Regions from separate parts of the Pan troglodytes genome. Here region 1 is linked to region 2. The links are chromatin contacts, called in public Hi-C maps. All regions are on one chromosome and are shown on one strand. Each heading gives the region's core, a stretch centred on a gene start, on an enhancer-like site or on the middle of the called end of the contact. The rest is flanking DNA. Distances are from core to core; before and after follow the strand shown.

What was found. A called contact is a pair of places that touch in the nucleus more often than the background predicts.
Region 1: a Hi-C map of stem cell-derived neural progenitor cells shows a contact between it and region 2, with 4 times the contacts expected there. The contact joins the promoter of RCAN1 here to the enhancer-like site in region 2. A contact is called at or near these places in 1 of 7 Hi-C or Micro-C datasets (stem cell-derived neural progenitor cells) and 1 of 1 datasets of contacts at active chromatin or transcription factors (stem cell-derived excitatory neurons).

Annotation. Positions count from the first base shown.
Region 1 is chr22:35,323,709-35,330,165 of NHGRI_mPanTro3-v2.0_pri, reverse strand. It overlaps RCAN1 (regulator of calcineurin 1), which reads left to right and starts at 2,235. Exons shown (of 4, transcript NM_001098557.1): 1 at 2,235-2,347.
Region 2 is chr22:34,629,846-34,635,773 of NHGRI_mPanTro3-v2.0_pri, reverse strand. No RefSeq gene overlaps it. Among named protein-coding and RNA genes, the nearest start is that of ATP5PO, 8.6 kb to the right of the region's middle. Within about 2 kb of position 3,158, at least 9 of the 24 cell types and tissues checked have an H3K27ac peak or open chromatin away from gene starts, as enhancers often do. A contact at or near this core is called in stem cell-derived neural progenitor cells, where this site is marked.

The DNA.
Region 1 (6,457 bases), core at 986-3,485, 700 kb before region 2:
CTTGAAGCAAAGGCAGGAAGACTACTGCAAAGGCAGGAGGCAGGAGGGAGCTTCCAGGTCACAGATAGGTGATAGACAAATGGTTACACTCTTTGAGTTTCTGATTAGTCTTTATAAAGGAGGCAAATCTGTCTCGGTGAAATGCATCTGTCTCGGTGAGCAGAGGGGTGACTTTGAATGGAATGGGAGGCAGGTTGGCTCTAAGCAACTTCCAGCTTTAGTTTTCCTTAGTGATTTTGGGGGCCCAAGATTTCCCTTTCACAGTATGACGGTTCCAATTTCTTCACATCCTCATATCATATTCTATTTTATGAGTTATCTCTAGATGGGTATTATTATTCCTCTTGGGTTCAACTCCCTGAGGACACAAACTGTCCTAAGACTATGATAATAGTAATCATAGAACCGTGCACATGGCAAGTTCTGAATAAATCTCAGCTGTTGGATATACTTTTTGTTATAATTACTAACACTTCCTAACTAGAGAGTAAGCCTACTCTAAGAAAAAATATAACTGTAATTTCACAACCTCCAAAGAACCCAGTGCATAAACAGCTACCATTTATTAAGCACTGACCGAATTCTTAGTAATATGTCCTCATTTTTTTCAGATGAGGAAACTAAGATTCAGCTTATTTGTACAAGTAGTTAAAAAGCAAAGCTGAAATTCAGACCCAAGTTCTCACTGTATCATACTGTCCAAAAAAGAATTCTATTTTTCAGGAAGAGACATGTCTGCTCACTTGAGGTCCTCTTATTTTTCCGCTATTCCCCAAAGGAAAGGGGTGATCTCTTAATTCTTTCGTTATGTCCTATTGTACATAGCAAATAGTGGTAATTCAGAAAAATTACTTCTAATTACATAAATTTTCACAATGGTATAGTGACTAATACGCTGAAATAGAAAAGTAAGGCATTGTTATCATGGTCTAGTTCAGTCTTATTGCGACTATATCTGATAATATACGGTAAGCATCTAACCACTTGCCAGGGGCCACAGAGCCACAGGGAGACTATGTCTCGCTTAAATTCCCAAAAGTGGGCCCCTGTGCTTCAAAACGTCCCCGCATGGGAACCACAAAAACGTTGCCTCCCCAGTTATCACCCCAAGGGCCCAAGAGCCGAGGACTCTGCCCGGCGTCCTTCAGCTGCCACCAGCTGTCAGAAAAGCGGAACTGGGGACGAGGACTTTGCCCCTAACCAACATGGCCGCCCTGAGGCTTCGGGCTTCGGGCGGCAGAAGGAAGGTCACGTGAAGAGAATTCCGTTCCTTTATTGGCCCCGTCTCCTGGAAGGGCGGGGTACAATAACCCAACCGGCGCCGGCCTTAAAGGGGCCACCGTTGGATCCGCCGGTGGCCGGCCCTAGGGGCTGGGGCGGGGGCGGGCGCCGCGCCGGGTTTCTGCCCCTCCCGCGCGGAACGGTGACAGGCGGGGCTGGCGCTGGGAGGCCGTGTCGCTGGGAGACTGCTGACAGCCCGCCGCCTGCCGCCGCGCGATCCCGAGGGGGTTAACGGCGGAGCCGCCGGCCGGGCGCGGACGGGAGCGCGTGAGGCTCCGGCGCGCAAGCCCGGCGCAGCCCGCTGGGGCGCACAGGGGCGCGCGGGCGCGGGGATGGAGGACGGCGTGGCCGGTCCCCGGCTCGGGGCCGCGGCGGAGGCGGCGGAGGCGGCCGAGGCGCGAGCGCGGCCCGGGGTGACGCTGCGGCCCTTCGCGCCCCTCTCGGGGGCGGCCGAGGCGGACGAGGGCGACGGCGACTGGAGCTTCATTGACTGCGAGATGGAGGAGGTGGACCTGCAGGACCTGCCCAGCGCCACCATCGCCTGTCACCTGGACCCGCGCGTGTTCGTGGACGGCCTGTGCCGGGTGAGGGCCGCGCCGGGCGGGCCGTCGGGGCGGAGGGCGGACACTTGTTGCCCGAGGAGGCGGCGTGGGTCGCAGCGCCCAGTCCCGGCCGCGCGCGGGGCGGGGAGGCAGCGACGCCCCCCGGGCTGCTCGGCCGCGGACCCGTCAGGGCTGGGGCGTGGGGACGGCGCCCCGAGGGTCCCGGTCCCCTAGCACCCCCGGGGCGCGCGGAGCTCACTGCAGAGTCCCACAGGCTCGCCCCGGCCCCCGTGTGCGCCCAGGCTGGTGCGACTAGGGGGGTGAATTCGCTCCCCAAGGCGGGGCAGCGCCGCCGCCCCCTGCGCTCTCGCCATCGCCCCGCATTTACTCGCTGGAGGAGGGGGTCACCTCATTCCTAGGGAGGAGGAAACAGACGTTGAGCGGCGACGTGACTCAGTGTTCATAAATAGGACGACGTCCCTGCATTCCCAATCTGCACTATTGGAAGAAAAGCCAATGTTTGGGTGAGGATCCGTGGTTGCTCATTAGCCAGCGGCTGGCCAGTTTTGGTGGAATTGTGTTGGGGGGAAGGGGACCATCTTTCAGACCTTTAGGATATTTAGTCAAGAACCTTGCCCCCTTGCGTGAAGGTGTGGCTTGCCGCCATCGGGGACACCCAGTACATGGGGAGTCGACTCCTTCCCCCGCCTCCCCCCACCCCCGCAAAATCCACACAATTTAGACACTTTGGAGGGTGAGGGGCAGGTATGAGTAATCAATAATGGTGGTGGGGAGGAGGAATTTATTTCAAATCTGCAGTTATTGTGCAGAATAAAATGTGGACAACGTGGGCGTCACAGAATGAAACCGGTCTTTGAGAGATGCCCCATTAGGAGAGCAGCTGTCAAAAAAAGCAGTGCTTTCAGCGCTTGGCTGTGGGTCCACAAATGCTGTCAGTGAACTATAGTTGAAGGCTGCTGCCAATACAACACCACTGTGAAACAGAATGGTGTGCGTAAGTGTCATTTATTTATAATTTATATGTTCACTTACTTTCTGAAAGGAATTACAATGGCCGTGTGCTTAGGTAAGCTTCCAGGCATGCTTTCTAGAGCAGCAATTGTCAGGAACTCAGGGTCTTACTGATTGATCTTACTCTAAAACCTTTTCCTCTCCATATAAACTAAGCGCTAGCCAGCATTTCAAACCTTTTCCTTAGGAGTTCTAGGCTGTCTTTCTGCTAGAACAAGGTCAAGTCACGTAAGACGGCACTTACTTGCAGTGTTGGAGACAATTTTTTCCAGTGTTGGATACAATCCTGAAATTGTGTTGTATGAAAGTTTGCCCACTTCGCTAGCTATTCATTTTAACAAATATTTATTGAGACTTCGCTACGGGATAGGTACTGTCCTAGGCTCTGAGGCTGCATCAGTAGATAAAATAGCATTTCTGCCTCCAGGGTTGACATTTTTTGGAAGGGAAACAAGCAATAAAGAAATATCAAATGTATCAGAAAGTAATGATGCTATAGGAAAAAGTAAGACTTGGAGGGCAGGAGGAGGGAGTGGAGATCTGGGAGTGGAAGGGAGATTGCTATTTTCCATAAGATGATCAGGGAAGGTCTTACTGATACGGTGATATTTTGAGCAGAGACAATGTAGCATTGGTTCATTCAGGCTTTGCTGTCTATTGAGTGCTTACTGTGTTCCAGCCACTGGTTTAGGCCCAGAGGATAAAGCAGGGAACATTTCAAGCTCCTTGCTTTCATGGAGCTTAGGATCCAGTGGTTGAGGGGGAGATAGACAATAGGAAAAAGGCAAGTGAGCAAGATCATTTCGGATAGTGATAAATGCGACGAAGAGACTGAAACAGGGATAGAGAGCAAGGGGAGGGGGCTTGGTCAGAGTGGTCAGGTCCTAACACTGTGGGGGTTTTGTTGAAGAGCTGGTGAATTGCGGCAGTCCTGAGGGAACTAACAAGGGATGTCCAGGCCTGCAGCCATGAGCAACAGCTGGAAGCTGGAGCTGGGGGAGGAAGTCACGTGGCTGGAAACCTAGGGGAGGAGCTGCCTGCCAGGAGCTGTAGACTTGAAGGTGTGGAGTTGAGATGCTAAGGCAGGGTACAGGCAGGGAAGAAATTCTCAGGCTTCTGATTTCATTGGCAGAACTCAAAGGACAGCTAGGAGGCAAGGGAGCCCCTGCAGTGGAGTCCATAGGTTGGGTCATCCTTTCAGGGCCCACAGAAGGGTAGATAATGGCTCTGGGGACAGTGTGGATAAAGGGGACTTACACAGAGGAGTTAGTATGGAGCCACTTTAGATGGAGTGGCCCAGGGAGGCCTCTGCACAGCCTGGACCAGGTTGACAGGAAGAAGCTCCCTGGGGAGGTGTTTGTGTGGCCGGCATCCCGGCAGAGGGACTAGCAGGTGCAGAAGCTCCAGTGCAGGGTGAACTCCATTTTTAAAGGACTTGAAGGGTTGCATGAGAGACAGAGAGGCGATTGGTAGCTGAGGTTGGATAAGCAACCAGAAAACATCCCCCTGGGGCCATGGTAAGGATTCAGGTGTGATTCTAATTGCACATCTTGGTGGAGAATGGCTTTCAGGAGGGAAACTGGGTAGACTAGAGAGGAAGCAAGGAGACCTGGTAGGAGGCTGTTGCCATCATCCAGGGGAGATAGGAAGGGAGTGGGACTAGGATGGTGGTCTTGGAGATGGAGAAAGGGGCAGAGCCTCCATCTGAGCCTCTTCTCTCCATTTGGAGAATCTGGAGCTTCAGAATGGGGATGAGGCAGGGTTGTGCACTGGTGTCCAATTCTAGGGTCCTGTGAGATATACAGCAATCAGTGAAAACCCAAAAACCAGGTGGGCTAAGGGAGTCCCAGTCTCCGAGGGCAAATAGCTCTATGCAGTGGGCAACCTGAGAGCTAAAGTCACAGCGGGTCCTTGGTAAGCCTTGCAGCAAGTGGACCATTTCTCATTTAGCTGAAACCATCCTTCTAGGTGGGAATATGTAGTTTCTGCGGTTTCAATGCGGCAGTCTTACTGTTAAGACTGGGGTGTCACCTTTGGATGATGTAATGTAAATGTAAATCTACTTTAGGTTGGTGGTATCTCCCCTTGTGTAAACAGATCATTAACTGCAATGCTGACAAAAGTCCCTGGGGGTCTGGCCGTCCCCTCCTTAGCTAGTCTGTTGGATCTGGAGAGTGATGGTGTGAGGAAAAAAGACTTGATCAAACTTCTTTATATATAGTCACATGATTCTGTAAGCTTAGTCTTCAAGGAAAGAAAAAAAATTAACCTGAACTAGAATTCTTTTGAAAATTTACATCAGAAGCTGTTTTGTAACTATAATTGCTTGGCCAGATATGTAAGATTTGTTTTCATTGGCTGGCTCAGGATCAATATTGTAAATACTGTATAATGAGTTTGTTAATTAAATGTATTAGATTCACACTGTTACAGATGAATGAAAACTTTTACTAAAATATGATTATTTTCTGTTTGTACAAATATTTGATGAACATATTCCATTATAGTACTCTTTTTGTGAGTCTTTTTTTCTTTTCTATTTAGAAAAGCAAAACAATTCAAAATGCTTTGAACCAGTAATTACATGTGCTTTGAATTGCTGAAAATGGTTAGTTGGTTCCCTGGAATAAGAGTTTGTTCAGTCATCATCAAGCTGACCAGGAATTTAAGAGTTCTCAGATAATATTCCGTTCATTTCCAAGCAGTGAATATAGTTCCGTATAGTAATGGAAACAAATACCCTTTTTTCAGTTGTCTGAAATATGAATGTATATTTGATTCATAGAGCTTTGCCGGAAGGCTAAGTCAGAAAATTATAGAAAAATTTACTCTTTTCGCTTGAGTAAACTTACCTAAAAAAAAACAAAAACAAAAACAACTCACCTAAGATTTGTGATAGATGTAGTGCTATCATGACTTTCTTTTAATAACAAAATATTCGGATCAGCATGAAAGAAGTAGAAGTGACATCCTTCCATTCTTTATGTGAGTAGAGACCTTTGAGCAGTGCTCCCAACCTTAGCTGCACGTCAGAGTCTCTAGGGAGCTTTGAAAAATTCCCATTTCCAGGCCACTCCAAACCCATTCCAATCTCTGGGGCTGGGAATCGCCTGGAAAGCTCCCCAGGTGATTCTAATTGTTAGCTGAGGTTGGGAACCATTGTCTGAAGTCGGGGTTTGGCCTGACCAGAGGCATCGTTATATCTTAAAAAGATCACTGAAAATTTGATGAAGCCCCTCTTCTAGCTAGATGACTTACCCTTTCTGTGCCTTGATTTCCTGAACTGGGAGCCAGGCCCTTGGTCTGCAGGCTTCCTTCTCCTGATTGTTGTTTGACCCTGTGGCCTGCAGGCGGGGTCACTGGCATCCACAGACCAGGAGATGGGGCATTTGGTTTAACCTTAGGTTACCTCCGTTCGCCTTAATGGGTGCTGCTCACTCTCCACCCAAATGGCAGATCATGCACTTGGCCTCCCAAAACTTGTTTTCTGGTCGCAGGACATCATTCGAAAGCAATTTGATGATTGAAGTGTTTTGAGGACCTAAGGTGGCCCTGCTGATGTACATAGTTTCCACTCCTGAGGTTGTATATACTTGGCTGCG
Region 2 (5,928 bases), core at 1,909-4,408:
TTCAAAGAGAATAAAATACCTAGGAATCCAACTTACAAGGGATGTGAAGGACCTCTTCAAGGAGAACTACAAACCACTGCTCAAGGAAATAAAAGAGGATACAAACAAATGGAAGAACATTCCATGCTCATGGGTAGGAAGAATCAATATCGTGAAAATGGCCATACTGCCCAAGGTAATTTACAGATTCAATGCCATCCCCATCAAGCTACCAATGCCTTTCTTCACAGAATTGGAAAAAACTACTTTAAAGTTCATATGGAACCAAAAAAGAGCCCGCATTGCCAAGTCAATCCTAAGCCAAAAGAACAAAGCTGGAGGCATCACACTACCTGACTTCAAACTATACTACAAGGCTACAGTAACCAAAACAGCATGGTACTGGTACCAAAACAGAGATATAGATCAATGGAACAGAACAGAGCCCTCAGAAATAACGCCACATATCTACAACTATCTGATCTTTGACCAACCTGAGAAAAACAAGCAATGGGGAAAGGATTCCCTATTTAATAAATGGTGCTGGGAAAACTGGCTAGCCATATGTAGAAAGCTGAAACTGGATCCCTTCCTTACACCTTATACAAAAATCAATTCAAGATGGATTAAAGACTTAAACGTTAGACCTAAAACCATAAAAACCCTAGAAGAAAACCTAGGCATTACCATTCAGGACATAGGCATGGGCAAGGACTTCATGTGTGAAACACCAAAAGCAATGGCAACAAAAGCCAAAATTGACAAATGGGATCTAATTAAACTAAAGAGCTTCTGCACAGCAAAAGAAACTACCATCAGAGTGAACAGGCAACCTGCAAAATTGGAGAAAATTTTCGCAATCTACTCATCTGACGAAGGGCTAATATCCAGAATCTACAATGAACTCAAACAAATTTACAAGAAAAAAACAAACAACCCCATCAAAAAGTGGGCGAAGGACATGAACAGACACTTCTCAAAAGAAGACATTTATGCAGCCAAAAAACACATGAAAAAATGCTCATCATCACTGGCCATCAGAGAAATGCAAATCAAAACCACAATGAGATACCATCTCACACCAGTTAGAATGGCAATCATTAAAAAGTCAGGAAACAACAGGTGCTGGAGAGGATGTGGAGAAATAGGAACACTTTTACACTGTTGGTGGGACTGTAAACTAGTTCAACCATTGTGGAAGTCAGTGTGGCGATTCCTCAGGGATCTAGAACTGGAAATACCATTTGACCCAGCCATCCCATTACTGGGTATATACCCAATGGACTATAAATCATGCTGCTATAAAGACACATGCACACGTATGTTTATTGCGGCATTATTCACAATAGCAAAGACTTGGAACCAACCCAAATGTCCAACAATGATAGACTGGATTAAGAAAATGTGGCACATATACACCATGGAATACTATGCAGCCATAAAAAATGATGAGTTCATGTCCTTTGTAGGGACATGGATGAAATTGGAAAACATCATTCTCAGTACACTATCGCAAGAACAAAAAACCAAACACTGCATATTCTCACTCATAGGTGGGAATTGAACAATGAGAACACATGGACACAGGAAGGGGAATATCACACTGGGGACTGCTGTGGGGTGGGGGGAGGGGGGAGGGATAGCATTGGGAGATATACCTAATGCTAGATGACGAGTTAGTGGGTGCAGTGCACCAGCATGGCACATGTATACATATGTAACTAACCTGCACAATGTGCCCATGTACCCTAAAACTTAAAGTATAATAAAAAAATAAAAATAAATAAAAAATTTTAAAAAATTTAAAAAAAGAAGGTAATGAAACAAAGCATTAACATTCCAAAATGGAAGGCCGGGGGCGGTAGCTCACACCTGTAATCTCAGCACTTTGGGAGGCCAAGGCGGGCAGATCACTTGAGGCCAGGAGTTCGAGACCAGCCTGGCCAACATGGTGAAACCTCATCTCTACTAAAAATACAAAAAGATTAGCCAGGTGTGGTGGGGCGCATCTGTAGTTCCAAGTACTCTGGAGGCTGAGGCAGGAGAATCACTCGAACCCAGGAAGCAGTGGTTGCAGTGAGTTGAGGTCATGCCTCTGCACTCACTCCAGCCTGGGGGACAGAGCGAAACTCCGTCTCAAAAAAAAAAATCCGTAATGAAGAATGATCCATGTTTGCATTCATCTTGCCTCTATTGAAAGACAAAATACTGCATTTAGAGGAGACTGCATCCTGGGGATGAGAGTAACAGCTCTAGTTTGTGGTGTGCTGACTCCTTGCCCACACTGCATTAAATGTTTTGCAGGCATTACATAATTTACATGATATATACCATCACTATCTCCCTTCTCCAGGTAAGGAAATGAGGCAGGAGGTTAGGCGACTTGCCCAAGGCACACAGCTGGTGAAGGGAAGGGCTGCGATTCCAACCCAGGCCCTGGGGCTGCAGAACCTGACGCTGCCTCTGCAGGAACAACAGGATCATAACCAGACTCCAGTGACCCAGGTCCCCCAGGCCCCAAGGCTTGGCCGCAGCTGGAACTGCAGAGTGCTTCATGACATCAAAAAAGGGCACCAAGCAGGTCCAGTTTACTATTAATACATTCATTCCTCATCTCAATTTACAGTCTGTTTTGATTCAAATCAATGAACAGAAGAATGTTCTGCTGTTTATCATTTGTTCATTCCTACTGTCATTACCGTCTTCCCCAACAAGGCACCCATTTAGTGGCATAACTTCTCCCTGAACTGCCCTAGCCCCAAAAGAAAAAGGACTTTGATATCAGAGTTACGGATCTGCTCCAAGCCAGCAGCACTTTTCTGTGAAGCCCGTGGAGCAGATATGAAAACCTGGGCGAGATGACTCCAACCCGGGTTGCTATGGGAAGTCTGAGGGGCTGGGTGGGCAGGGGCTGTGGAACTGAAACATTAGAAGGGGTTTGTTTCTAGGGTTTCTAAAGCTAGAAACTCCTAGAAGGTTTGCAGCCAGGGGACAACAAACTGTAGCTATCTGGGCCCGCAAACACCAGGAGCCTGGATTAGAGCATTTGGCAAGGGACCCTTTCATTTGCAGACCTCACAATACTCCGATTCTTTCTTGCATGTGAGCGAGAACAACACCGAGGTTTGTAGAAGGAAAGCTCTAGAACGAAATTCATCCCGATGCCAGAGGCTTCCTCACAATGTGAGGAGATGGCGCCCCCTCGTGTCGAGATGATCCTTCAGCACCTGGACCAGGCTGAGAGCGGTGACCTTGAGCGCTAAGCAGGTGGTGGCTTCAAGATGGGCTTGACCTGCAGTGGGGAGAGGCCTGGGCCCCACAGTAGGTGACCAGTTCCCACGGCTTGGGGTCCTCCGTCTGTCACCTTGCAGATACAGGAGGTCTATACTGCAGACCCTCCTAAAGCAGCTTTCTCTAAAGATGCAAAAAACCACCAAGCTGTTTTTAGATGTGCTATTTGCTGTTTTTCTCTAGCAGATGCACCAAGTCCTAAAGATAAACAGTTTAAAATGATATGGATTCAGTACCTGGAATCCCATTGTCCATTTCTATTGACACTTTTTTTGTTGAAAGCCTGATCAGTTCCAGCCCAGTGACCTCCATAGATTGGCATGACTCCCCTAAAGCTCCCTTTTTGTAAGTGCTGGAGACCCTTGCTGAAAGCTGGCAAGGGCACTTTCCCATCCTTTGGGTTTAAACAGAAAGACCAGCTACATGTAAAAGCCCATCACCCCAAGACAACAAGTGGCTCTGGTCGGCTAGAAAGGATTCATGCACAGTTTTTTAAAATGAACTCAGAAAAGAAAAGAACAGAAAGACAAAATTGAAGCAGAATTCACTCCAAGATAAATAAATACTTGAACAATGCAAACATTTCTCAGGTCCTTCTGGTGTGACAAAATGTATAGGGGCCAGACATGGTGGCTCACGTCTGTAGTCCAGCTCCTCTGGAGGCTGAGGCAGGAGGATGGCTTGAAGCCAGGGAGGTCGAGGCTGCAAGTGAACTGTGATGGTGCCACTGCACTCCAGCCCGAGGGACAGAGCAAGACCCTGACTCAAAAAAAGAAATGCACAGGGAAATTGTTATTACTATCCTTTGCTCTGAACAAATGCCATCCTTATCTGCATTCTGCAGAGCTAAAGAAAATTCCCCCAGGTTGGAGGAGTCTACGTTAAAGCTAAGCTTTGGAAGGAATTTAAGAGGTAATCTGATCCAATTCCTCAGTCTTTCATGGATCTCCTTAACTTGAGGCAATTGCCTCTCATATCAGAAGCTGTGTTATCAGAAACCACAGAGGATGTATCTCACCTTTAAGGGCCATAGTTATTAATAAGTGACAGGATCGTGTCATCCTTTTTTTTCTGATTATAGTAGTGACATATGCTCACTACTATAGTGTAGTGAGCATTTTTCACTGTGTAGAAAAATACAGCGTGGTTTGTAATTTTTCCTCATGTCATTAAGTACTTTTTATGTCATTAAATACTTTTTGAAAATCTCTGTATCTCTTTTTTTTTTTTTTTCAGACAGGGTCTCACTCTGTTGCTCAGACTGGAGTGCAGTGGCACAATCACAGCTCACTGCCACCTTGACCTCCTGGGCTCAAGCAATCCTCCCTCCTTAGCCTCCCAAGTAGCTGGAACTACAGGCATGATGTGCCACCATGCCTGGCTTTTTTTTTTTTTTTTTTTTTTTGGTAGAGATGCGGTCTCACTATGTTGCCCATGCTGATCTGGAACTCCTGGGCTCAAGTGATTCTCCCTGCCTCGACCTTCCAAAGCACTGAGATTATAGGCTTATGCTTATAGTCCTGCATCCAACCCTGAAAAATCTCATTTTAGTGGCTACATAATATGCCATTTAAAAAGCCATTTTCTTATGTTCAGACATGCGTTTCTAGTTTTTTGCCGTTTTAAAGCTGAGTGTGGTGAGCATTTTCCACATTAACACTGGTCCAGATTTCTGACTAGTATAGATTGGAAGCGTTCTTTCTGGGTTAAAGGAAAAGTCACTTTTGGCCGGGTGTGGTGGCACAAGCCTGTAATCCCAGCACTTTAGGAGGTGGAGGGGGGAATATCGCTTAAGCCCAGGAGTTCAAAACCAGCTTGGGCAACATAGTAAGACCCTCATCTCTACAAAAAGATAACAGAATTAGCTGGAGGCATGGTGGTGCATCCCTATAGTCCCAGCAACTAGGGAGGCTGCGGTGGGAGGATTGCTTGAGCCTGGGAGGTTTAGGCTGTAGTGAACCATTATTTCACCCCTGCACTCCAGCCTGAGTGACAAAGTGAGACCCTGTCACACAAACAAAAATTTATTTTAAGTCACTTTTTTTTTTTTGAGGTGGAGTCTCACTCTGTCGCCCAGGCGGGAGTGCAGTGGCACAATCTAGGCTCACTGCAACCTCCGCCCCGCGGGTTCAAATGATTCTCCTGTCTCAGCCTCCTGAGTAACTGGGATTACAGGCATTCACCACCATACCTGGCTAATTTTTGTATTTTTAGTAGAGACGGGGTTTCACCCTGCTGACGAGGCTGGTCTCAAACTCCTGACCTCAGGTGATCCGCCCGCCTCGGCCTCCCAAAGTGCTGGGATTACAGGTGTGAGCCTTTAAGTCACTTTTTAAGCCTTTGAGTCACTTTTTTAAGAGCATGTACAGTGAGGGTCTGATGCCACCACACTGCTCATTTCTACCACTGCATATGGTTTCTTTGTAGAGAAAATAAAACAACAAGCAATATTTATTTTGAATTGAAGGTCAGTGTAAACAAAAACATCGAGATTAGATGTCCGAGTTTTGCCCTGTGGCCTTGGGCAAGTACCTTTGACTCCATTGGCCTCAACTACTAAAATATTAAAATAACTCATTTTTAAATGATTTGAGTTTGTACAGAGAGAAAGCGCGATAACTGCAGAGTGCTAAGTCTCTTCACTTCTTTTTCTTTTTT